Regions from separate parts of the Mus musculus genome. Here all the other regions are linked to region 1. Evidence: chromatin contacts called from public Micro-C and promoter capture Hi-C data. All regions are on one chromosome and are shown on one strand. The core of a region is the stretch at or near the end of the contact, and the rest is flanking DNA. Distances in the headings are between cores, read along the strand shown. Region 1 holds the start of Rxfp3 (relaxin family peptide receptor 3). Region 2 holds the start of Ttc23l (tetratricopeptide repeat domain 23-like). Region 3 has its middle 57 kb from the start of Tars. Region 4 holds the start of Rai14 (retinoic acid induced 14).

Region 1 (6,034 bases), core at 1,195-3,694:
GAAAGGCTATATGAGCACCAACTCCTACACAACTCAATCCCTCTGCTTCTCTGATCCTTCCCCAGCTTCTGGGTGTCCCAGTGTTCAGCGCGCACGTGCAGAAATGGGGCTTGGGATAGAAGGCATGGAGTGGGAACTAGGAGGCAAGGCTGCTTGCTCTATCTGGTCCCAGGTATTCCTTCCTTAATGTGATTTCTGCAGGGACAGTCCTCCTCTGGCGCCGTCACAGTGCTCTTCCCCACATCCCTTTCCCAGGAATTTCTCCATTCTCACCCCTTCAGCCTCCAAACTGTTCTCCCTTCCCTCTCCTTTTCCTTGAAAGACCTTGAGCCTTGGCAGGTCTCAGTAGGCAGAGCTACTAGGGAGCAGGTCGTAGCGACCCCCGCTGTAGACCACCACACCGGGTGGATAGTAGATCAGGTCAGGTTCGGCAGCAGCATTAAGCGGCGCCAGGGCCTGCAGCCCGTGATCTTCAGGTTCTGGCTTGGTGGTGGCGGTGAAAGGGCGCATGTTGGTGAGCGAAGGCGAGGCTATCCGCCACAGCAGGTTCTTGAGCGCCTTGCGGAACTCGCGGCGCACTAAGCAGTAGAGGATCGGGTTGAGGCAGCTGTTGGAGTGCGCCAGGCACACGCTGACTGGGAACGCGTACACTTGGCACTGAAAGTACTCCTGGCTGAAGGGCACGGCGTTGAACTTGATGAGGATGCTCCAGGTGGTAAGCGCCTGGTTGGGCAGCCAACACAGGAAGAAGGAGAGGACGACGATGGTCACCGACTTGGTGACCTTGGAGCGTCTCCTAGCGCTGGCTGTACTCAGGCCTCCCCCAGGCGCTGCTGCTGCTCCTACTGCATCTGTTGTCCCAACTACGCGACGGTCGGAGATGAAGCGCACAAGCAACAGGTAACACAGACTGATGATGCTCAGCGGCAGCAGGAAGCCCAGCAGCACCTTCTGCAGGTGGTACAAACCCAGCCAGAACTGCCTGTCCCAGCCCAGTAGCTTGTCTGGAAAGTGCATGAGGCAGAGCTCCTCACCCAACACCCTGATGGTGGTGGAAAAAATGGCATTGGGCAGCGAGGCCAGCGCAGCCGAAGCCCAGATCAACCCACACAGCACCTTGGCTGAAAAACAGCAGCTCTCCCTCAAGCTCTGGCCGCAGCAGTCGCCACGGCCACGCCCTCGGGTCCGATGGCTCTTGAGAGCCGAGGCCACCGAGTGGTAGCGCGCCACGCTCATAGCAGTGAGGAAGAAGACGCTGGCGTACATGTTCATGGATGTCACCATGGACACGATCTTACACATGGCCTTGCCGAAGGGCCACTTGAAGTCTAGTGCGTTCTCCACAGCCCAAAAGGGCAGAGTGAGCACGAACTGAAAGTCAGTCAGTGCCAGGTTAGTGACAAAGAGGTTGATGGAGGATTTGCGCCAGCCTTGCTTGCTCTTCATCAGGTAGAGAACCAGCAGGTTGCCGGCCAGTCCCAGGGCACAAACCACCCAGTAAACCGCGCTGATGAGGATCCGTACCCTGGCCTCAGTGTCTGTGCTCTCTGCCCCGCCGCCACCCGGAGGATGCCCAGGCGCCGCACCGTCTGGCAACTCTAGCCCCAGCTCCCACCACAGATCCTGAAGCTGCAGCGACGCATTGCCGCTGGCGTTGGCCACTTCCAGCAAGTCTGGGGTCAGAGCGAAGAATTCTGAGAGCTCATCACCCGCAGCTGCTTTCCTCACGGTGGCCGCGGGGGTTGCAGAAGCCACCTGCATGCTCAGGTGCGCCTTAGTCACGTTCTGCAAGCCGACTACCGAGAGTCAGCGCTTGCTCCGGGTGTGGTACCCAGGCGGGCGCGCAAAGCAGGTGCCTGAGCTTTCTATGTAGACGCTCAAAAGGGCTCCTGGAAACTGGATGCTGAGCCGCGTTGGCGCCCAGAACCGCCTTGGGCGCAGGGGTTGGCTGCACTCAGCATCAGTTCTTGGTGGGTTTAGAAGAGAGGATAGTTCTAGGCAAGTGGCTGGGGATCAAGGTTCCTCCTGGTGAGAACTGAGTCTCCAGCTACCTACTCTAAGACTGAGTCATACCCCTCTGCTTTCCTGCTGTCACTTAGATGCAGTCCCCTACTCAGGAGCACGGCTCTCCCAGTACCTTTGTTGGCTTCTGAGGTTGCCCGGAGGAGTTTCTCTCCTTCTAGAGGAAAACAGATCGTGGACATCTGTGTCTCGCTCTGACTGCCTGAAGGCTGATTCACGCCATCACTTCCTGGAGCTCCGTTGGTGTTTTCTGTGTGTCCGATATTGTCAACCCCCAGTGAGTTGCCAGCGTTTGATGAGTTACATTGGCACCCACCTCTGCTGAGAGCCCCGAAGAGCTTGCATAATCTCCGTGCGAGAAGATGGGGGTGCTTTCCGAAGTGCTGAACCCCGCGCGCCACGCAGGGAGAGGCAGAGTCTACTGGCAACTAACTCCCCTTTGTTCCAAGTTGCAGAAGGAGTGGTCTTAGTCTTTTATTTTCTCGGTGTCTGGAGTGAGTCTGAGTCTGCTTTCTTCCTTTCTTATTTTTATTAGGACGAGGTTTTTTTTTCTCCTTTCTCCCCACCTTAACACAATAGTTTGTTTCTCCCACTTACACAATAGTAACACCCTTTGTTCTTTAAATCAAATAACCAATCTTTTCCTAGTACTCAAACTGAAGCCCCATCTCCCCTCTAATTAGCTGAACACTTACCTGGTGTCAGATTGGCAGAATTCTAAGGGTTGATGTTTGCCTGGAATTGAGTATATTTTAAGAACTGAAGCTACAGGGGGCCGTGGGGAGGGGGAGACGTGTTACGTCTCAACTTTGCAGTTTATTTAGATGCCAGGTTAGTTGCTCTTAGAAGGACTTAAGGAAGCTGAAGTGTTTTCTTGACAGAAGAACTAACCTGAAAAACAAGTATGCTAAGCATGCAGTAATTGCCCTCACTTCTGGGATAATACTTGACTTTACTAACAGTAATTGGGGATATACGGACAGATGGAGCGAAAGAGATAAAGACTTGTAATCAGTCAAAGGAACAATAAAAGAGAAAAGAGGTCCTCGGCAACCTTAAACAGTCTTAATTCCAAAGTGGACTTTAAAAGGGCACTTCGCTGCAGACGCTGCATTTCTCGATTTTACCAATAGAGGTCGCAAGAGCTTCAGTAAAAAAAAAAATCAACTGGCCTTCGATCAGTTTTAATATGTTGAAGTTCTCTGCCCTGGTAATTCTGTGCTTCTGTGGACCCCTCCTTGCATCCTGGCTTTATAGCCTCGCCTTCAAGCGCACGTTCTCACTTTAAAAAAGCGTTTTCTTCCTCTGCCAATTTCTTTCTTTTTTATTGTATTTCAAGGGCTACTGAAAACCAAGGAAACCTGTGGTGATACGGAAAGTCCTATGCAGTAAAGGTCTTAGTCTGCTCACTCATCTAACAAATACTTACTTAGCCTCGCTTTGTTAGGTGTTATTCCATGACTAGAAGACTTTATGGTAAGTACAATCTGTAGAGTTCACACTCAGATGGGTGATACAAATAGTTAAGAGTTGTGTGATTGTAATATAAGTAGAAAAACAAAGCAAAATGAATCATAAACCATGTCTAATGAAGTTTGAACTTCCTGAGACTGTCAGGAGGCAGACACTGAGACAGACACTGAGCATAGGGGCTGCTGATATTATTAAGAAGAGAGTCCTATTGACTTCTGGCCACTAAAGAAATGAAGCCAAGGGGATTAGATAGAGCTCAGAAATACTGACGAGTGCTCTGCTCTTTGGAGGTCTGTGGTATAGGCTGAGAGATTCACTTAGCTAACTGCCAAAGCAAAAGAATGAAGTCATGAGTTTGGCCCTCTGGGGTCTTTGGTGTGTGTCTCTCATCTGAGAAGTCATTTTAGTCTAAAGTATAATTTCCAGGTTTTGGAAACATTGACATTCTGACTCAGGTGACCATCACTCTTGACCTGTCTCCACTAGATATTAGTAACGGTTTTCTCTCCTGCCGTGTATTCCAAAATGTCTCTGTAAATGGCAAGGTGTTGCCTGTAGCAAACACTCCCCTTTCTTGTATTTTTAAGAATCTATGATCTAAAGGCAGTGTCAGGGGAGCGGTGCACTGGAGGATGTGGGAAATCCTTTGTGGTCTCATTCCCATTTCTAGGAAAATAATCCAAAAGGCATTGCCTTTAGGCAGGAGTTAAAAGTATGTGTACAGAAGTGGCATAGTATACTGTCTTAGGCTAGGTGCACGCCCCTCTCATCATTGATGCAGTGCATCTTCCCAACTACAGAGCCTTGACCCTCCTCGATGCTCCTCAGTTAAACTACAGTGGAGCTGATGATACTGCTAAGAGCATTATGTCTGATTGTTGCTCAAAGGGGGAGATTTTCCTAGGGAGTCAGAAGCTAAGACTCCTGGCCTCCATCTGTAGTGAGGTAAGTTGATCTCCTGGTTCTGAATTCTGCCTCCATCATGTGCTGAGGGATGTTTCAGGTCACCCAGGGGCTGTAACCGTAGCTATGGGATACCCTGCTGCTAGTGTTACACAGGCATCTTAGAGTGAGGAGGGTCCCAAAGGCCAGTAAGTGTTTGTATCTTTACAGCCTGATTCTTACACACCTCCCAGTGATGCTCCAGATGACACTCCTCAAACGGGCACTCCAAGTCTTAGAGGTTGTGCAGAGGTCTAAGGCTCTCAGGCTTAGGAATGAGTAAGCTTGGGGCTGACCCTGAGCCGTCAGATAACAAGTCCATTCCACAGTCACGTGATCTGTCTAGCCTCACGAGCCCTGTGTAAGGAAGTAACTGGCACTCCAGAATAGCCTGAGATAGTTGCTGGCCATGCAACATCAAAATTACTGGGGTGGGGGGGAGCTTGTTCGAATTCATTTTCCAGACTTTTTTCACATCCCACACCATCTTCAGAGATTCTGGTTCTCAAAAGGGTTGAAAAGGAGCCTGGAGATCTACAATTAGAACATTCTGCCAGGAGACTCTAATTTTTTTTTCTAAGTTTGAGCCTCTGTACTAATTTCCATGTAAACTCTAAACCTCTAGGTAAATAATTTTGAATTCTTGGGAACAATGGCCTCCAGTGATACTTCACTATACACGTGACTTGAGTAACGATACAGGGGCCATGGAGAAGATTGGCTGCTTTCTCCTACAGTTCAAATCCTTGTTGATCTGAAGGGGCACTGCTGCAGAGGTGCTGGGAGCACTAGCTCTCTCAGGATTCAGCCTGAACCCTCAGGAATGGCTGCTCGTCAGTGGCCCTCTCACTGAATGTTGTCAAAGCACCGGCCAGCACAGCTAGAAAGATCTTCATTGCTTAGTCTACTCTTCCAAGTGCATCCCAGATAATGTGTAAGATTTTTTTTTTTTGACTAAGTGTATGACGAAAGGGCAAATTCCCTTTCCACATAAACTCATTGTCAGAGAAAACGAGACTCTGGACCATTTATCTGCAAAGCGCTGACCCCGTTTTGCTCCGATGGTGTATGCATACAAACATGAGGGAGAAAAGCCTGTCAGGGTGACATAAGCCATCAGGTGTGCTGTTAAAAATGACACCACATCATGTCGTTGATTGCCTTATGGATCCCTCCTGGAGAGTTGAACCATATGTAATTTGTTGATATTGTTCAAGAATATAAACGTTGTGGAAAAAGGAGAAGAAAGGGTGCCCCTTTTCAGCAGCTTGATTTTAAGTCAGCCATGGTGCACTCCAACTTCCCATCCATTACTTGGACTGTCAAGGTTTATCACTGTGGGAGTTCAGATATCAAACTGTGTTTCTTGGCTGGCACTGCCATTGTTAAAGATGTCCTTGCAAATGTTTCCTCTCTTTGTCCACGTCAGATATTTTCGGTCTTACTCATACTTCAAGCTTAGGCAAAAATGCTACCATTTTGAGAAAGGTTGCCTAATTCTCTGAAAAAAAGAGGCACCCTTCCCACCTCCTCAGTGCTTCTTTTCAGGCACACACTCCACACAACAGATTCTGTAGCTTTTTCTCTGTATTTTTTT
Region 2 (6,034 bases), core at 1,589-4,088, 480 kb before region 1:
AAAATAAAATAGTTAGCAATTAAGACATGACGTTTAAGATATCTCACAACAATTATTCATGACAATTGAGGTATCTCACAAGAAAGCAGAATAAAAGGAATGGCAAGTTGAATGAAAACTTCCTAGACTTGTGACACATTCTGTCTGTTGACATCATAAATATGAATCCTGATTGGTAATATATAGTTTGGTTATCCCCATGATGCTAAATTGTGAACTCTATATTTTAAAAAGGTTTATTTATCTTTATTTTATGAGTGTCTTGCTTGTATGTATGTCAGTGCACCTTGGGCATGCATGTGGAGGCCAGAAGAGGGTTTGGATCTCCTGACTGAAGTTACAGACAACTATTAGCTGTCACATGGGAGCCATGAATTGAACTCTGGTCCTTTGGAAGCATGGAGTGTGTGTGCTCTTCACTGCTGAGAGATCTCTTGAGCTTTGGAATGCTACATTTTTTAAGTCCATTTTTCACAGTTCTATAACATTTAACTTTAAGGTATTTTATGATGTATTATATAATCTCTCTCCAATGAGATAACCACTAGCCACAGGTGGCTATTATGAGTGGGAAATATGACTAGTGAATGTTAAGATCTTCTCAAAAATGGGAAAATAGGCTAAATTATTATGACTCACTATTATACAATTTTTCAGCAGTTGTATATAGTATCTTAAATATACTGAAATAAGACAGCATTAAAGTTAAATACACTTATTTATGTCCACATTTTATTATGTCTATCAGAAAAGTTTAAAGGATAGAAGCGGTTGATAGCCATTGTTCCTGCTGTATGACTACACAAGGGCCATTGTACAAAGCAGGGTTCTCATTTAAGGCTGATTCTGCCACCTGGGTGGATTTGGCAGAATTTTTGCTACTAACCAGGCATTGCTACTGGCATTTAATGGGTAAAGGCAAAGTATGCTTTGAAACCTCCCAAAGAGTTTTCTAACTCAAAATGTCAATAGTGCCAAGAGTAAGAGATCTCCATATAGAGAAATGGATAATGGTTAAAAAATAGACTACCTGTATTAAATGCCACTAACTAGCTGCACGACTTCGGCCAAACTGCTTCCACTCCCTTTGATTTATAATTAGCAGCTATATAATGCGGCCCTGATGTAGGGGAGAGGCACACAGGATCTGCTCAGTAGGACTTGTTAAAGCACTCACTGCTCTTCCAGAAGACACAAGCTCAGTTCCCAGAATTCATGTCAGGTCCTTTACAACTCTCTGTAACTACAGCACCGGGGTATCCAACATCCTCCTTTGGCATCCACAGGCATCCATTCCTCTTTCACATCCCTGCCCCTCCCTGCCTCCCCCCCACAAGACATAATTTAAAATAGTAAAAATAAATCTAAAACTGCTTTTATTTGTCCATTGCCTCTTTATTTCATGAGATCTTACTCGTTGGGTTTGTTATGTTTTTTTTTTCCCTCACTGGCTTTACTAGAGTTGTAATAATGCTTTATTTTTGTAAACCTTCATATTTTTGTAAATCTTTATTTTTGTAAATCTTTATTTTTGTAAATCTTCATAAATTAGAAAAGAAATTTTTTTCGTCCCTCTTTGAGAGGTTGTCAACCTGACTGGATGCTTAATATTAACATACAGTCCAGCTGTGGACCTTTCTCTTCTGTGGAAAGTGCTCACAGAGCTCTTGACTTGGGCTTTCCTTAAAATGGGAAGTCCTACCCTTTCTGGCCAGTGAGCTGCATCTTGTCAAGGCACTGTCAGTACTTACAGGTGGAAGCAGAAGTCCCAGTCGGCGTCATTGCTAACAGTTGGAATGCAGATGGGGTTGGCTTGCATCTTCCTACCAAGAGTCACGTGTGAGGTAAGCTTTGGGGGAAAGGGCTTAGACATCTGTTCTAATTGCCCTCCGGTGGATGCTACTGACTTTAAATTAAAAGTGCTAAATATAAATCTACAAACGGACTATGCAGACCCATGTTTAGAGACTCCTAAGAAAAACTGAAGGTGCTTATCAGGGTTAGATTTAGTTTCCCTAACTTCTACTCTAGATTACATCTCCAAAGTTCTTTTAAAAGCATTTCTTAAACCACACACCTTTTACCTCTACTGGATCATCCAAACTATGGCGACCTATTCAACCCAAATATTGTTTGGCTGCGCTAAGGAAAAGCCAAATAAAAAATTTCTTTTCCAGGAGTCATGTCACTATTTAATCGGAAGTTCTAGTTAAGAGGCTAAAACTACTTAGGCTGCTACTGTCAGCTGTTGACTAAGTGACCCCGTGGGAAGATGCGGGATGTGGTTAATAATTTGTGGAATGTATTTCTCTATATTATCCCTAACCCTTAAATGCACACCTTACTGATTAATAACACCATCCAAGTCGTACCCTGAAGAATACTGTGGTAACTTTCCTTGATCCAGGCTCCAGAACACCCAACTTTGGGGGGGAAAAAGGGTGGGGTGGGGATAGGGGGTGGACAGAAGGGCTAACTTCCCTTTTCTAAGTCCTACTTTTTTCACATTCTGAACTCTCAAAGCCCCACACACAGTTCCCACGCAGTTGCACTGGATCCTGGATGGACTAGGACACCACACTTGGCCCCCCTCTAGGACAAATCTCTCGATGCTCATCCCTGGCATTTCTATTGTTGCTTCCTAACTGTGGACGCCCCTGGAGCTCGGCTACCATCTTCCCTGCCTGCGTTCTGGGCCCCTGCTCCAGAAGCTGGTGAGCTCTTCTGGCTCACTGACACAGAAACACCTTCCCAGCCTGCTCACCGGGCCAGGCAGTTCAGACCTCTGCTACCTCGGGCCTGTGCGGGTGCCCGGGCCATGAGGAGTCTCGCTGAAGCTGGGCTTCTGGATCTGGAGACAATGCGTTGCCATGGGAATGGAACACTGCCTTAAGGTTGATGCAGGGAGCACCAAAAGGAGGCACTTTCGGCCAGCCAAGGCAAACCCTGGCGTTCATCCTTACTGCTGCTGAGTGGTCTTGCAGTGCCTTGTCGCACAAGGACATTATTTCTTGAAGATGAAGGAAGATCCCGTGGAAGAAAGGAAGGAGCTGCAGGCTTCAGGGGCCTGATGGTTTTAAAACTGCCATGTCTATGCGAGTTTTCAGCAATGATTGGCTAGCCAGTCCTCCCCTTTCCTGAAGCAACGTTCATTCTCCAGGTGTTCTAGGGTCACGGTCAGTGTTACCTCCTTGGGTAAGGGTTAGAGTCACGCTTGTTGAAGAAAACAGTACAGGGAGATTCAGGAATGGGCCAATACATGTCCAATGGTTAAGATTTCAGGGAGAAAGGCACATGTGGCAAACACCACACGCAGGTTTGTACCACAAGGTCACAGAGCACACAAGAGCACACTCGCTGTGGCACACATTTGAAAGTGATATAATGAATCATACTATGCACTAGGCTCTTAACAACTGAGCAGGTAAGTCCCTCCTGTTTTAAAAAGAACGCCTGTGGAGAAAAGCAATTCACAGTTATTTTGTATGCTTTGCATTTGTTCTTACGTATCTGGAGTGGAAATTCATCACTGACTCTAGAATGTCAAGAAAGCCTTTCGAGGCAGGAGGATTTAACTGAGTTTGCTTTCGTATGTGATAAACGCTGATGGTCTGTCAATCAAGGGTTAACTCTGTACCCTAAAGTGCCTACGTCTGGAAAGATCCCAGCCTGTCTTTTTCTCTGGTTTCTAAGAGAAGCTTCAGCATGAAATGATGGCCAGAGTGATAAACGTGGTTTCAGGATGGGAGGGTTGCCGTTTTGACTCCTAGGTTTGGTGTAGGTCCCATCCAGTGGGTATCCGTTGCTTTGACTACACTATAAGTGTACATGTACCCTTTGCTCTCTAAAGCTTCTTTGGTTCTAGGATTCTATGAAGATTTTTGTGACCCCATGACTGATATTTAACATTTTAAAAGAAGAGTCTATTTTTATATTATCTAAGACTCATTTCCCTTAATAAAGTCAGACACCATCAAGTCAAAATCTTAAACCTGTGAAGGGAAAGTTTCTTTATTCCAAATACTTGTTTTTGCCGATCATTGTGACTGTTAGTGTGGTACCAGAATTGACACTAAATTCCCCTTCCTAAAGGTGATGATGAGTCTGCCTCCATTTAACTAGCCCTGAACAGAAAAGAAGCAAGTTGCTTTCATCTGCAAAGTTACAAAGCAAAGTCACACAACCTTAAAGTCTCAACATTACAAGTCTCCGATTCTTTTTCTTTCCGCGCCATCTTAACCCTGTCCCTCAAATGTAAATTTTAGTAATGTGTATGAACTGAGGCTTGTTGGCTTACTCTGGAATGGAGTGGAGTGCCGTTAGTCACCACAGCTAACTCTGGAATGGAGTGGAGTGCCGTTAGTCACCATAGCTAACTCTGAAATGGAGTGGAGTGCTGTTAGTCACCATAGCTAACTCTGAAATGGAGTGCCGTTAGTCACCATAGTTAGTTCTTGTATGTCTACTCACACACTCACTCTTTTTTTTTTTTTTTGGGTGCAGCGAACTTTATTGATGGTATTCAAGAGAGTAAGGAGGGCTCCCTAGGACCCTCCTGTTATGGGGGTCTGGGGTGGAAATTGTGAGGGAGATGCTCAGTGTTGGGGGCCAAGTTGGGATAGGGACTCCTCAGCAACCGAGGGCCTCTCTCTTGCTCTCAGTGTCCTTGCTGGGGTGGGTGGTCCAGGGTTTCTTACTCCTTGGAGGCCATGTAGGCCATGAGGTCCATCACTCTGTTGCTGTAGCCGTATTCATTGTCATACCAGGAAATGAGCTTGACAAAGTTGTCATTGAGAGCAATGCCAGCCCTGGCATCAAAGGTGGAAGAGTGGGAGTTGCTACAACCTGGTCCTCAGTGTAGCCCAAGATGACCTTCAGAGGGCCCTCAGATGCCTGTTCACCACCTTCTTGATGTCTTCATACTTGGCAGGTTTCTCCAAACAGCACGTCAGATCCATGACGGACACATTGGGGGTAGGAACATGGAAGGCCATGCCAGTAAGCTTCCCGTTCAGCTCTGGGATGACCTTGCCCACAGCCTTGGCAGCACCAGTGAATGCAGGGATGATGTTCTGGGCAGCCACATGGCCATCACGCCACAGCTTTCCAGAGGGACAATCCACAGTCTTCTGAGTGGCAGTGATGGCATGGACTGTGGTCATGAACCCTTCCAAGATGCCAAAGTTGTCATGGATGACCTTGGCGGGGGGGGGGGAGGGGGGGTAAGCAGTTGGTGGTGCAGGATGCATTCCTAACAATCTTGAGTGAGTTGTCATATTTCTCGTGGTTCACACCCATCACAAACATGGGGGCATCGGCAGAAGGGGCAGAGATGATGACCCTTTTGGCTCCACCCTTCAAGTGGGTCCTGACCTTCTCCATGGTGGTGAAGACATCAGTAGACTCCACGACATACTCAGCACCGGCCTCACCCCATTTGATGTTAGCGGGGTCTCGCTCCTGGAAGATGGTGATGGACTTCCCGTTGATGACAAGCTTCCCATTCTCGGCCTTGACTGTGCCGTTGAATTTGCCGTGGGTGGAGTCATACTGGAACATGTAGACAATGTAGTTGAGATCAATGAAGGGGTCATTGATGGCAACAATCTCCACTTTGTCAAGTGGAGAGCAGATGGCAGCCCTGGTGACCAGGCGCCCAATACAGCCAAATCTGTTCACACCGACCTTCACCATTTTGTCTACGAGACGAGGCTGGCACTGCACAAGAAGATGCGACTGTCTCTGGAACAGGAAGGAGCAGAGAGTCACACACTCACTCTTAATCCCAAAGTAGAAATAAGCAATCTCGGGACTTCGAAGGTGGAAATAGTTTCGAAGCAAATTTGAGGACAGCCTGGGCTGTACACAGCAAGTACCAGATTAGCCAGGGTTATATTGTGAGTTTTTGTCTCAGACAAACACAAGAAGTAAAAGAAAAAGTTAGAAAGCTTAGGTGGAGACTTTGTAGAGAAGAGAAAGCATATGTGGAGAGCTCTTTGGGATTTTTATGACCCAAATCTAATGTCATTAGTTT
Region 3 (6,034 bases), core at 2,436-4,935, 420 kb after region 1:
ATCATCTATTGCTGTGATAAACCATCATGCCCAAGGGAACTTATAAAAGAATGTGTTTAATTTGGCTTATAGTTTTAATTTTGGCTTATAGCACACAGTAGTGGAACAAAAGGCTTGGTGGGAAGAAGAGCCAGGAGATCACTTTTTGACCTGCAAGCAAGAGGAGAGGAGCATGCTGGGTATGACAAGAGGCTTTGGAAACCTTAAGCCTCAGTGACACACCAACAAGGCCACACCTCTTAATCCTTCCCAAACTGTCCCACCAATTGGAGACCAGGTAATCAAATATATGAGCTTAATTGGGAGGGGGCATTTTTATTTAAATCACCACACCCTACTTCTCTGGGATTGGTTTTCTGTGTTCATTATTTCCAAAGTTTGAAAAGAATTAAATCTCTATCTCTGCAGGGACTTGTGAAATCTAACTGCACTGTGGTAGGGAAAAAGATGAAACCTTTGGAATTTGTGACTCATAGCAATCAAACCTGGAAGTAGTCATGCAGTCCTTGGTAAGAACATTACTACATGTCGATTTTGTTGTTCCAGCTCTTGCCTAGCACCAGTTTGTCCACTAGTTTAAAAAATATGTTCACAAAGCCATTGTATAAAGAAAGTTGTGCCAGCAAACACCAAAATACCTGACAGAATCAAAGAAGGCAGAGCTTTATTTTGTCTAATGGTTTCAGAGAGGCACAGTCTATCATAGTGGACAAGGGCCATTGGGTGCAACTGTCCATGGTGCCAGGAGTGTGAGGTTGAGCAGCCCTTCACATCTTAGCAGATCAGGAAGCAGCATAAACAGACTGACATCAGTATACCCTGCCTGCACCCGCTAGATCCCTCAAGACTCCACATCCCTCAGAACAGTATTACAACCAGAGAAGGAGGATTCAAAATGTTAGATTGTGTTGGACATTTCAAAATAAGCACAAATCCCTTTCCCTATCCTCAAGATTTCTGGATCTAGGTTTTGAGATAAGCTCTGAGACCGTCACTGTTTACAGTCTAGTAAAAGCCACCACAATACAGCCTCCAGCTGTGTGACTGGTCTTTGAACATTTGCTCCTCTTGTTCTGAGCATGCTTCAGGTTTGGAGGATATGGTCTGTCCATGTGGACATGCTCCTTCTTAACTTTATCTTTCCTTTAGAATTTTCTTTGCGAGTTCTCCAGAGTGTGAGGCTTGGATAGTCCCTTTAAGTTGCCCTTTCCATAGGAAATTAAAAAAGAATTTCACCTAAACCTCTCTTGAGGAAAACAAAGTCTAGAAACAACGACACATGTTCACATGGAGACTTGTGCTTTCAATTGGCTCTCTTTTTTCCCCTTGGCACCCGCCAAAAGAATTGTTATACTGCGAAGTCTGTTGGAAACAGTCTGCTTTAGAAATTCCACCTTAGGTGGAAATGTGAATCATCATAGTTGAGCATTTTCCTGTTTTGCAAAGCCGTCCTTTGGAATCGCTATCACATTCGTGTCTGTACATGGATGGCAGCTTTGCACACAGCCCTTTCCTATTTTATTTTTTTTCTGCTCAGGTACCAAACTTGGTTTTCATGTCCCAATAGACTAATAAGATGGCTTTGTTCCTAATGTTTGCAAAGAGCTGGTTCTCTATCTCTCCGCAGGGACTGGTGAAATCTAACTGTACTGTGATAGGGAGAAGGATTAGGCCTTTGGAATTTGTGACTCATAGCAATCAAATCTGGAAATGTTCATGCAGTCCAGTCCTCTGAAAGAATATTACTGACTGTTCATTTTATCCTCCCAGCTCCTTCCTAGCGCCGGTTCCTGTGATAGTTTAAAAATGTTCACAAAGCTATTGTATAAGGAAAGCCACGCTGGCAAACACCCAGTGTTATAAACATTTATTACCAAACCAAGAAAAACATTTTCATAAATGTTCGAGGAATTTTCCCCCCTTTTCGATCGGTCCTCCAAGGATTTATTGCAACAGCCGCTCCACTAACACACACGTTTGCTAGTGTTCCCCTGACGAGATGGTGTTAACGTGATGACGGGACAGCTTTTAGAGCTTCATGCTTTTTTATTTTTTTCAGACAGGTTTCTTAAATTTTTTTTTTGTTTGTTTGTTTGTTTGTTTCAGTGATGTGTAGGCTGAGTGTCACAAGCGCTCATGACTAGATTATCTTTCATTTTAAAATGAAGAAGTTCATATTTTAGTTTCTTTATGTCATCCTACCCACTTGCTCGATTGAGTTATTAGAGAGAAATTTAAGTAGCTTAATGTTAGTAATTTTCTTGCAAGGGTCGTTGGTGGGCTTAGGCCTCCCTTCCTCATTTAGCTAACAGGACTGATGAAAACAACGTGCTCCAGAGGTGGTAAACTCTAAGCAGATAGTATTTGAAGTATTTCCGCCCAATCTCTCTGGCATGGCATGCTAAGTGGTGGTTTAACGCATATAAAAGTGTGAGTGAGGAGGTGTATTGTTCTGTGAACTTTACAAGTAAGGAAACAAAACCTCCCATAGGATCCACAGGAACTTGCTCACGTCATATGGAGAACATGTGGTCAAAGACTGGCTTCACCCTCAAATGCTTAATGTGGACCTCAGTGCTCTTTCACAAACAGCAAAGACTAGGCAGACTTATATCCATGGATTGCCTTACACGCTCTTAAGTGACTTTTTAAAATCTTTTTTTTTCCTTTTTTTTTTTTTGTTTGTTTTTGAAACAGGGTCTTCATATGTAGCATAGGCAAGGCTTAAACTTGTAAGAGTCCTGTCTCAGCTTCCCAAGTTCTGGGTTTACAGGCATACATACCATAGTGCCAACCCTGTGGTGAGGTATTATAATTAGTCGTACAACTTTAGGAACATAGACACTTTGATATCAACAGTACAGACTCTGAGTCAGTGGGTCTGCCCTGGAGCCTTAAGGCATTGATGGTGTTCTTAAATCACCATCCTTTTACTCTCTCTCTCTCTCTCTCTCTCTCTCTCTCTCTCTCTCTGTGTGTGTGTGTGTGTGTGTGTGTGTGTGTGTGTGTGTATGTGTGTGTGCACCCACATGTATGTGTATATGTGTGTACTGGTCACTCTTCAAGATGACCCAGAATCAACTTCCAGCCCCTATATGGTGACTTATAACTGGCTGTAACTTCAGTTCCAGGGGCTTTAAGCCCCCGTGCTGGCCTCCATGGGCCCCAGGCACATAGTTGCTGCACACACATAATACACGCAGAACATCTGTACATATAAAAACAATTATTCATGCCCATGCAGCACTGCAAGAAATTTGTTTTCTTCTTTTCAACTGCGCTCTGCCTGCTAATTAGCCCTCAGAGCAATTGCTTTCTAATACAATAATCATGCCCTTCCTAGCTCATTTGCGTAATTCTCTGTCTCATTTCATGGTGGCTAAGTTTTCAATTTATGTTCATAAACTGTGTTTTATTAAAAGCATTGAGAAATATAGACTTGAAGAAGCATGTTCAAGATGAAATATGTGAGCTTTACAATGAAAGCAATGGCCTTCATGTGGAATTTCTTCTCCACCCTTGAGTCCCACCTCTCGGTGGTGATTTTTTTTTTCGGTATTCTAGAAGTTTCTGTCATTTCCATATTTTTAAATGGAAATTTTCCACTGGTATCATTCTGTACAGCACATGTACTACAGAGTATAACAAACTGGGGATTTTTCTTCCGTAGGCTTTCCATACTGCCAGTAACATGACCTTTAGTGTCTCTGTAGTGATGGAGCGATGACTCACCCACAAGTTCTGCGATCTACACGTCTCAGTCGTTCACGTTACAGCCTTTGTTTCTCAGTGTTCATTGCTCTTTGGGGAAGGGTTTGCTCATCTCCTCGCCCTTTCCTCCAACTTATACTGGATTCATACCTGACACAATCAGCCCCAGAGCAAATATACTGTAAGCAAATGTGAGAATCTATTGTTCTCCACACCCCTGTCACCTCCTGGAACACTGAAAAGAACAGGAAGAGAGTTTACGATGTTACTCACTCAAGAGTGAGTAAAAATTCCCCATTTATATTATTCTTCTGGGTCTGTTTAGTTTATGTAGATTATGTGACAACCTCAAACTACAGTTTTTCCCTTTAAAAAAACAACCCATCTCCTATTTCCACATGACTTCCTGGTATCTCCAGCACATTCACCTCCTTTCAGGGTCCTTTGGCTTCCCCAAGAAAGCAACTCTTGTCAGCCACCTGGAAGGTGGTCTATCTGCTTCTGCAGCTTCTTCCTGTGTTAAACTAGCCTCCAGGTGTTTTCTGTCCTTGGAGGTGCCCAAAGCTGCTATGCTGGCATGCTCGTTTGTGAGTGCAATAATTCTCAGGAGGCATAAATTCATATCCTGTTCTCACTATGTATTTTATTAACTGTGAGAATTACTTCATTGCCAGGACCTGGCTAGAAACTGACTTGGTACCCAGTGCTAACAACGTCTTTAAAAGCTTATAAATAGGGTCATAAACACTATTTGCATTACTAGAAATATGTATTTTTAGTCTTTCCAACACTTTTTCTCCCTTGATTACATTAATGTGCACGAGCTATTCAAAAGTAAGCACACAGTTCTCTCTGTATTTTCAAGTTGTGGTTATACATGGGCACTTTTTTGTTGTTGTTTTAACTACTTTTATAATCAAGTTAGACTTGTATATAGGCCTCATCTTTAAATGACACAAACCTTCCCAAGTTATATAACCTAAGGTGATTGCCTTGTTTTTAACTACAGTCAAAAATAATAAACCTGATTAATTTTTACTTATTTTGTGGGATAGGTATCTCTGTGCATGTAGTGCCTGAAGAAGTCAGAAGAGGGGGTCAGATTCCTTAGAACTGAAGTTACAGGACACACAGCTACAGGGACTATAACCGGGGTCCTCTGGGAGAACTGTCAGTGCTCTTTAACACTGAGCCATTCCTTCCATATATATACCTGTGATTTGATGGAAGTAATAACAAAGTTAAACTCTTGCTTAGAGTACATTACAGAATGTGAACTTCGGCAGAGTACCTTAATTACCAAGGTAGTGATAAAGTTACAAGCTTTTTCTGTAGAGGACATACTTGATGTCTACTGCCCAGGTTTCTGGGATAACATATCAACTTCACATCGGTGAAATATGAAATAAAAGCTTAAGAGGCACAACTCATTGTGATTTTTCCTCATTTCTTGAGATTACTCCTGCTGCTTGGAGATGGGAAACTCATTTTTTAAAAGCATGTTAGTTTCTCCATTGGGGGCCCTGTTCTATCCAATAGAAGACCGTGAGCTGCATATGTAGCAGAGGATGGCCCAGTCGGTCATCATCGGAAAGAGAGGCCCCTTGGTCTTGCAAACTTTATATGTCCCAGTACAGGGGAATGCCAGGGCCAAGAAATGGGAGTGGGTGGGTAGGGGAGCAGGGCAGGGCAGGGGGGGGGGGAAGGGTATAGGGGACTTTCGGGATAGCATTTGAAATGTAAATGAAGAAAATATCTAATGAAAGATTGAAAAAAGAAATGTAAATGAAGAAAATACCTAATAAAAAATTGGAAAAAGTTAAAAAAAAAAAAAAGCATGTTAGTTGAAAAATCTGGAAAAGAAACAATCTCACGCAAGGTTTCCTTTGATGGTAACTGGCTGCACGCTTGGAAGTTATGCTAATATATGCCACATATTATCCAGAAAACTTCCAAAGAACTCTAGGTCAGGCTTTGAATTCAGTTCAAGTAACCTGATGAGCACTTACTCATGCCACATACCAGACACTCTAGTAGGTAATGAAGTCAGAATAATTATGCAAGAGTCAGAGATGACAGAATCTGTCCTTAAAAACACATGGCACAGAAATAGAAAAATTCTTGTGTTGATATTTGTGAAGGGATGAGCAAAATTAATGGGAAAGTATTGATTATGTACCAACTTTTTCTCCTTAGTGTCTTTTTCTCCTTATGTTTGTTTGACTATGTATTTTATATTCCATTTCCTTAAGACAGATTATAAGAAATTTCCTCTCCATCTGCTTCTCACCTTACCATAATACAAGCTACAGTATCTTCTCTG
Region 4 (6,034 bases), core at 2,564-5,063, 320 kb before region 1:
GGCGTGGTGATGCACATCTTTAATCCCAGCACTCGGGAGGCAGAGGCAGGGGATTTCTGAGTTCAAGGCCAGCCTGGTCTACAAAGTGAGTTCCAGAACAGCCAGGGCTATACAGAGAAACCCTGTCTCAAAAAACCAAAAAAAAAAAAAAAAACAGATGTGACTCTCTTACCCTTCTGACCTGTACTCTAGCACAGAAAGACAGTACTGATGTAAACTAAGGTAAATGGTAAGGTAACAAGGGGCCACACAGGGGAGCAAACAGGGAAGAGGTTCACTCTTCCAGGTTACACTGCTCAGGAGCCAGATGTGTCTGAGCGAGCACCTCAGGGGAAATGGCCAGAGCCAATGTAGGGGAGATGGGCTCTGGGGAGAAGGAACAGCAAAGGCCAAGAGCTGGAGGCCAGGATGAGCCTCAAAGCCTGAGGGAAGAAGACGGAAGCCAATAGGTCCGGAAGCCTAACTCTTCTCTGAGGAGCTGGGTACCATATTAGGGACAAGTTATGTCATTAACACGGCCACATTTTCATAGAGGAGAGGCCTGCCTCCATGCATGCATAATTAACACCCTCGGGCCTAAAAAAAAACCGGAAGAAATGAGCAAGAGGATAGTGAACAATCCCAGGTCAGGCAACCAGCAAGGTTTTAGCATATGTATCCCAAGCTCAGCACCACAATGCTTTAAAACAAAGAAAACCCAGCCAAGTTCATCTAAATGTTTACTATTTAAAACTGATCCGTGTTCCCTTTCTTACCTAACAGATGGCTGTTAGGTGACAGATGACAGGACCCTAATCCTCACTGAGAAATGAATGAAATAGCCAAAGTGACCTTCGGAGATCTCACTATCCTAGCAACTGGCTTCGAGAACCTGTGAACGAGGGAACTTGTCTCTCGGGGTATGCACTGCTACACCTCCGCATATTACAGTCAAATAAATAAATACATAGAGGTGGTGGGCTCTCCCTCAGCTAAAAGGGTGCCTTTAACAGTTAAGCCCTGGAAACCAGTTTTCACTTGTCAAGGGAATAGACACACTGTATTATTTACCTAAGAGAATGGCCTGCAGTAGCTAAGTGTGAGTAGAGACCTACATGGACCTCAAACAAAATTACTAGAGAAGCAAGTTGTATGGTGCCATGAATGTAAAACTAGGCTCATAAATGCTCAAGAATCTTCGTAGACCCACAGAGAAGGACCCGACACGCTTGGGAACTATGTATGTACTAACTGGACATCTGTGCTTGCTCGGGGCTAAAAGAAAAGAAGAAAAGGCAGATAACGTATTTGTTTTTATCTGAGGGAGGGAATAGGAAGAGAATTCATAAGCAACTTTTAAACCTATACAGTGGAAAGATGAATGCCTTACTATGCTCAATTTTCACTTATCGTTGAACCATTTCACATGTATTTCTATTGTGGAAGACAAGCTGGTTAGGAAAAGAAGAAAGGGGAAGACAAGGCTTGCCTACATCCTGTTCACCTCAAGGCCCACATGGCTTTAACTTCAAATCTCAGTTTCTCTACCTGTAAAGTTGGGTGGCTCTGGGGTGGGAGTTAACATGGCTGCAACATCCAAGTTAGCATACCACAGGCCCTGCGCTTGACAGCCAGTAACAGGAAAAAGGATCAAAGCGGCCATGTTGCCCAGCAGGTACAGAATCTTTCTGCCAAGCCTGAAGCCCTGAGCTCAGTTCCCCAAACCCACGTCATAGGAGAGAACTAACTGGACAAGTTGTCCTCCCATCTCCACAGCATGTACTGGTGCTCACATGAAAACATACAGGTAGACATCCACACACACATACATACATGTGCATACAATTGCACATACACCCATTTCTCTCTCTCTCTCTCTCTCTCACACACACACACACACACATACACACACACATACACACACACACACAGAGCAAACAAAAACAAGGGAGGCAGTGTTTGTACCTTCTGCTTACACACGTTAAGAAGTGGGAGTCTGGAGACAGTAAACGTTAGGGGCCACTATATTACTTTTTCACCGAATCCCCAGTGACTGGGGAGCCCATTCTTAGTCAGTTTTACTATGACAGCACAAAGATCTTTGAACTGGGCTATGTATGAACTCCTACACTGCCCTTTAAAGTCATAAAAACACATCTAAGGATGCAAATGTAAATAATACAATAAATTCATTCACGAAGCATCTCCACAGTTGGAGAAAAAACTGACAGCCCCGCACAGGATGTCTCTCCCAGTACTTAGTCAACAAGAATGGGATTTCTTCTGATAAAATTGGCTGTCTTATAAGCCTAAGGGAGAAAAGACTCCGATAGTAAGTTATCATTAACAGTTAAAAATTAAACCCATCAGTCAAAAACAAAACAAAACGACTCGCTTTCTCACGTGTAAGCAAGGGCCCAGCACTGGTGGGACAAAGCGAAGTCCAACCTCCCTGGGATTCACAGGCTTTTTTCCAATTCCGTTCAAACCCATAGGAGATGCAAGTTCTCGCTAAAAGAGCAAACGCTAGATCCGCTAAAGGGACAAACCTTGTTCTTCTCTAGGCCAGCCTTCACAACCTTGAGATCTCATACCCCAGACAATAAGCAGTCTTCTAGTCCCAGGCAGCTCTGCTCTGCGCTATTCTTCCTAAAGCCGATAGCATTCAAATCACCAGAGTTCAGAGTGAAGGGAAGGAGCAGGTACGAAGTGAGTGGCCTTGCATCTGCATACTTGGTAACGACGTAAAGTTGAGCTGAGCTGGGCTCCTTAGAAAAGAAAGCCTGGCTTTATATAAAGCTCAGGCCTCTGTGAGGTCACCCCTGCCTCTTTAAGTCACAGTGGGCTCCATCTGCTTTAATCTCCCCATCTGTTGCCTTTCCATACTTAACCCCCCTCCACCAAAGGAAATGTGAAATCCAAAATGAAAAACTACTGGAAACTGCAGAACCTAAACTGGCGACACAAACTGGCCCAAGACAGTAGGCGAGAGTTGAAAGAAGGATGGATGCTTGCCCTCCCGGACGGGTCGCGAAGGATGCCGACCTAAGCCCAGCAGCTTGGAATGTTTCCCAACTCCAGCATCCTCCTCCCTGCCCTCCTAGGAGCTGTGGTGGGGGAAAATGACAAGGAGAGTTGGGGGTAAGGGGTAGTGGCAGGCCCAGGGTGGTCTCGCCTGCGCCCTCCAGACAGCTCACCAGCTCCCTTGAGTCCGTAAAGGAACAATAGCGGACTGTGGGTCTCCAGAGCCACCGGGCGTCTCTCGCTCCCACCTCCCGTCTCCGGCTTTTCCAAGTTCAGTCAAGAGGTGGGTCGAGCCAGGGAGCAAGGACTGGGGCACCGGACCCGGGGCAGGGCACGAAAGTGGGACGGGCTGCCCCGGGGGCGCAGCCACAGCGTCCTCTCGGGTCCGGTCATTCATTCCCACCCGCGCTCCCTCCGCAGACACCCCGCGCCACTGTCCCGCACCAGACCGCCAGAGGAGGCGAACCCCCTTTCCAAACTAGGTCGCACCTCTCTCTCTTTCTGCCAGATCCCCACTATCCTCCCGTTCCTCCACCCCACCCCCCCTTCCAACTGTCTTCCGTGGTCAGTGAGCGGCCAAAGCTCTGTCCAGACCAAAACTCCCGCCCGCTCCTCTCGGCGCCCGGAGCTCTGCGCAGCCCCAGACACAAAGGCGGGGACCGAGTCCAGAGCCCGCACCCCAGCCTCGCCGCCGCCACTCACCCCATCCAAGCGGCGGCCTCAGCTCCTGGCCCCGCTGGCCGTCCCGCCCGCCGCTTCCCCAGGAAAGTGCGGCTGCCGGGCTCGCTTCCTGCTCGGCTTCCTGCGCTGGGTCCCTCCTCCTCCTCCTCCTCCTCCTCCTCCTCCTTCTCCTCCTCCTCCCGACGCGGGGTCAGTGGGCGCTCAGCTCCGGGGCTCCGCCGGCAGGGCGGGGGCAACGGCAGCACCACCACGTGGCCGCCGGGCGCCGGCCCCCGACCTGGATCCCGTGGGCTCCAGGAGGGAGTTGCTAGCCACTCCCACTCCGCGCGGCCCCAAATTCCGGGAGTCAGGTGACCTGGCCCCGGAGCTGCTCCCTGGACCTGCGGGAGGTGCTCTGCGACCGCCCACGCCCCGGCCCGCGGCGCGTCCCGGACGTCCACGCTTGCGTTTCTGCGGATCGTGGGAATCCTTCTGCGTGGGTCTGTCTCACACCTTAACTTGAAGTTAGTGAGATCCGCGGTATGCGGGTTCCACCGCTGGGGTAGGATAAGGGCTCGGAAAAAGTACTTGTTTCTGGTCAGTTTCCAAAGTTATCTGTAGTCTTAGGAAAAGCCGAGTCACCGACCCAAGCCCCCTCTGAACCAGACTGAGATCGGTTCCATTTCCAGTGTGAACGAAAAGAAAGTAAACCAGAATGTACTTACATTTTCTGGGCTAAACCAGTTGGTTGGAGCGACTGTTTCCTAACACTCCTCAGGTGTAAGACAAAACTTAGTTGTGTTCTGCTCAGGGCTTGGGAGACTATCTACAGCCTGGACTGGCCGGCTAGATAGGGGCAGGAGCGCCCTCAGCGGGGTGTCTTGAGTTTGGAAGTCCTGAGATCCGGTAAAGCTTCCCTCCCCCAGACCACCAGGACCGGACCTCTGAACCGAATCGACCCTTCCATTAATTCTGAGGGTTTGAAATCTCACTATTATTCCCCTAATTTAAGCAGGGATTTTAGTCCCACTAGCCAGCTAGATCGTAAAAAGTTTGACTCACCAAAGCTCCATGGGACTCCTGGTTGGTGTTGTGTCTTTCGCACAGAAAGGTTTCTAGAGTAAGCAGATCCTAGCTATTTTTGCTAGGATCGCCTGTAAGTCCACTGAAGTAAGGAGGAAAAACAACCAGTTCCAACAGAAGTGAGAGTCACCCTAACAGCAATCAGTGTACAGTATCTTGACTTTGTGTGTTACCATCGGATCGGGTGGTTTGTTTTTTTTTGTTTGTTTGTTTTTTTTTACCCCACCCCTTCACTCCTTTCCCTAAGAGAACACCTTGCCTTAGCTTTCACAAGCGAACTTGCCAACTAGAAAACAAAAGCTTCATCTTTAGCTCAATAGTCTTTACTTCCTAAGTACCATACATCAAAAAGAATCCCTGGGGGGGGGGGGCGGGGCAGGGGAGTGGGAGTGGGGAGCCAATTCAAAGCAAGATACACACTTTTACACATGTGATGTGGAACTAAAAACCACACTAAAAGAAACAATTGACAGCACCCTGTGTAGTGTGGGCCATTTCTTCTAACCGGGTTTTGATCTTGGGTTCTTTAATCAGTTACCAACAGAGTATTTAAGTACCTTCTACCGATCCTCCAGCTGGAGGAAAGGTAACCACCTGTGGATCTGCTTTTTGTTGAATCAGAGGCAGCTGGGAGGGTGGTACAGCCTGTCAAAGGCTCCTTTGGAAATGCCAGTGTGTGCATATTGTTTAGGAAACCGACGACAAACTGTAGTTAAACTATTCAACAAGTGTCTCTCTAACCAGCCTTTCATCACCCAAGTCTTCGCCTCTGCTTATCTTTCCTGGTCACCTGAAAAGACCCCTTTCTCACGCTGCCCTGTTCCCATAGGTGCCTTGTGTGCTACCCTCATTAGTTTATAACTCAGCCCCCATCAGCAAGTTTGATGTGTGTGAGGCACTGTGTGGAGGGGAGACTGTGCCAAAACCGTTTGCAGATTCAATCTTTTCAAACTCAAAATTAACACCCAGTGTACTCTAGAGTCTTCAACCTTCCTTAGACAACCCTCAAAATGCTTCCTCCTGCACAGAAATCGGTTTGGGGTTAAGTAACGTCTTCTCATTGTTTTGTTTTTGTTTTGCCCAGGAGTTTTAGAAATGCTAACCGAGCTCAGGTTTTGAACATGTCTGGGACTGTGAATTGGCTGCCAGAATGAAGTGAGTAACTGCTATCTAAAGACTGTTAAAATCTGATGGGATAAACAGGTTACATGGTAGGTATAACTTTTTTGTAACCCATTTTTATTACGGGTTTAACCTCTCCTCTAGCCCACCACCCAGTAGAGGTAGT

What was found. Promoter capture Hi-C pulls out the DNA fragments that hold promoters and counts their contacts. Hi-C and Micro-C count contacts between places; a contact is called where the count stands out from the background.
Region 2: a contact with region 1 is called in a promoter capture Hi-C map of liver, with 2.5 times the contacts expected there. The contact joins the promoter of Ttc23l here to the promoter of Rxfp3 in region 1. A contact is called at or near these places in 7 of 39 promoter capture datasets (the 3T3-L1 cell line, the C10 cell line, the HPC-7 cell line and 4 more) and 2 of 9 other capture datasets (embryonic stem cells and macrophages).
Region 3: a contact with region 1 is called in a promoter capture Hi-C map of trophoblast stem cells, with 4 times the contacts expected there. The contact joins the enhancer-like site here to the promoter of Rxfp3 in region 1. A contact is called at or near these places in 6 of 39 promoter capture datasets (hematopoietic stem and progenitor cells, hippocampal neurons, liver and 3 more), 1 of 115 datasets of contacts at active chromatin or transcription factors (embryonic stem cells) and 2 of 9 other capture datasets (adipose tissue and embryonic stem cells).
Region 4: a Micro-C map of embryonic stem cells shows a contact between it and region 1, with 3 times the contacts expected there. The contact joins the promoter of Rai14 here to the promoter of Rxfp3 in region 1. A contact is called at or near these places in 1 of 39 promoter capture datasets (liver), 2 of 484 Hi-C or Micro-C datasets (both in embryonic stem cells) and 1 of 9 other capture datasets (liver).

What each region holds. Positions count from the first base shown.
Region 1 is chr15:11,035,524-11,041,557 of GRCm38.p6, forward strand. It overlaps Rxfp3 (relaxin family peptide receptor 3), which reads right to left and starts at 2,445. Exons shown (of 1, transcript NM_178717.3): 1 at 1-2,445. The coding sequence starts at 1,761. The coding sequence ends at 343.
Region 2 is chr15:10,555,831-10,561,864 of GRCm38.p6, forward strand. Ttc23l (tetratricopeptide repeat domain 23-like) reads right to left here and starts at 2,839. Exons shown (of 13, transcript NM_001378877.1): 1 at 2,765-2,839; 2 at 1,752-1,823. The coding sequence starts at 2,820. It also overlaps the pseudogene Gm8174.
Region 3 is chr15:11,453,741-11,459,774 of GRCm38.p6, forward strand. No RefSeq gene overlaps it. Among named protein-coding and RNA genes, the nearest start is that of Tars, 57 kb to the left of the region's middle. Within about 2 kb of position 3,686, at least 32 of the 459 cell types and tissues checked have an H3K27ac peak or open chromatin away from gene starts, as enhancers often do. A contact at or near this core is called in trophoblast stem cells, where this site is marked.
Region 4 is chr15:10,710,818-10,716,851 of GRCm38.p6, forward strand. Rai14 (retinoic acid induced 14) reads right to left here and starts at 3,814. Exons shown (of 18, transcript NM_001166408.1): 1 at 3,706-3,814. It overlaps 4930556M19Rik (RIKEN cDNA 4930556M19 gene), which reads left to right and starts at 4,019. Exons shown (of 7, transcript NR_045063.1): 1 at 4,019-4,163; 2 at 5,831-5,957.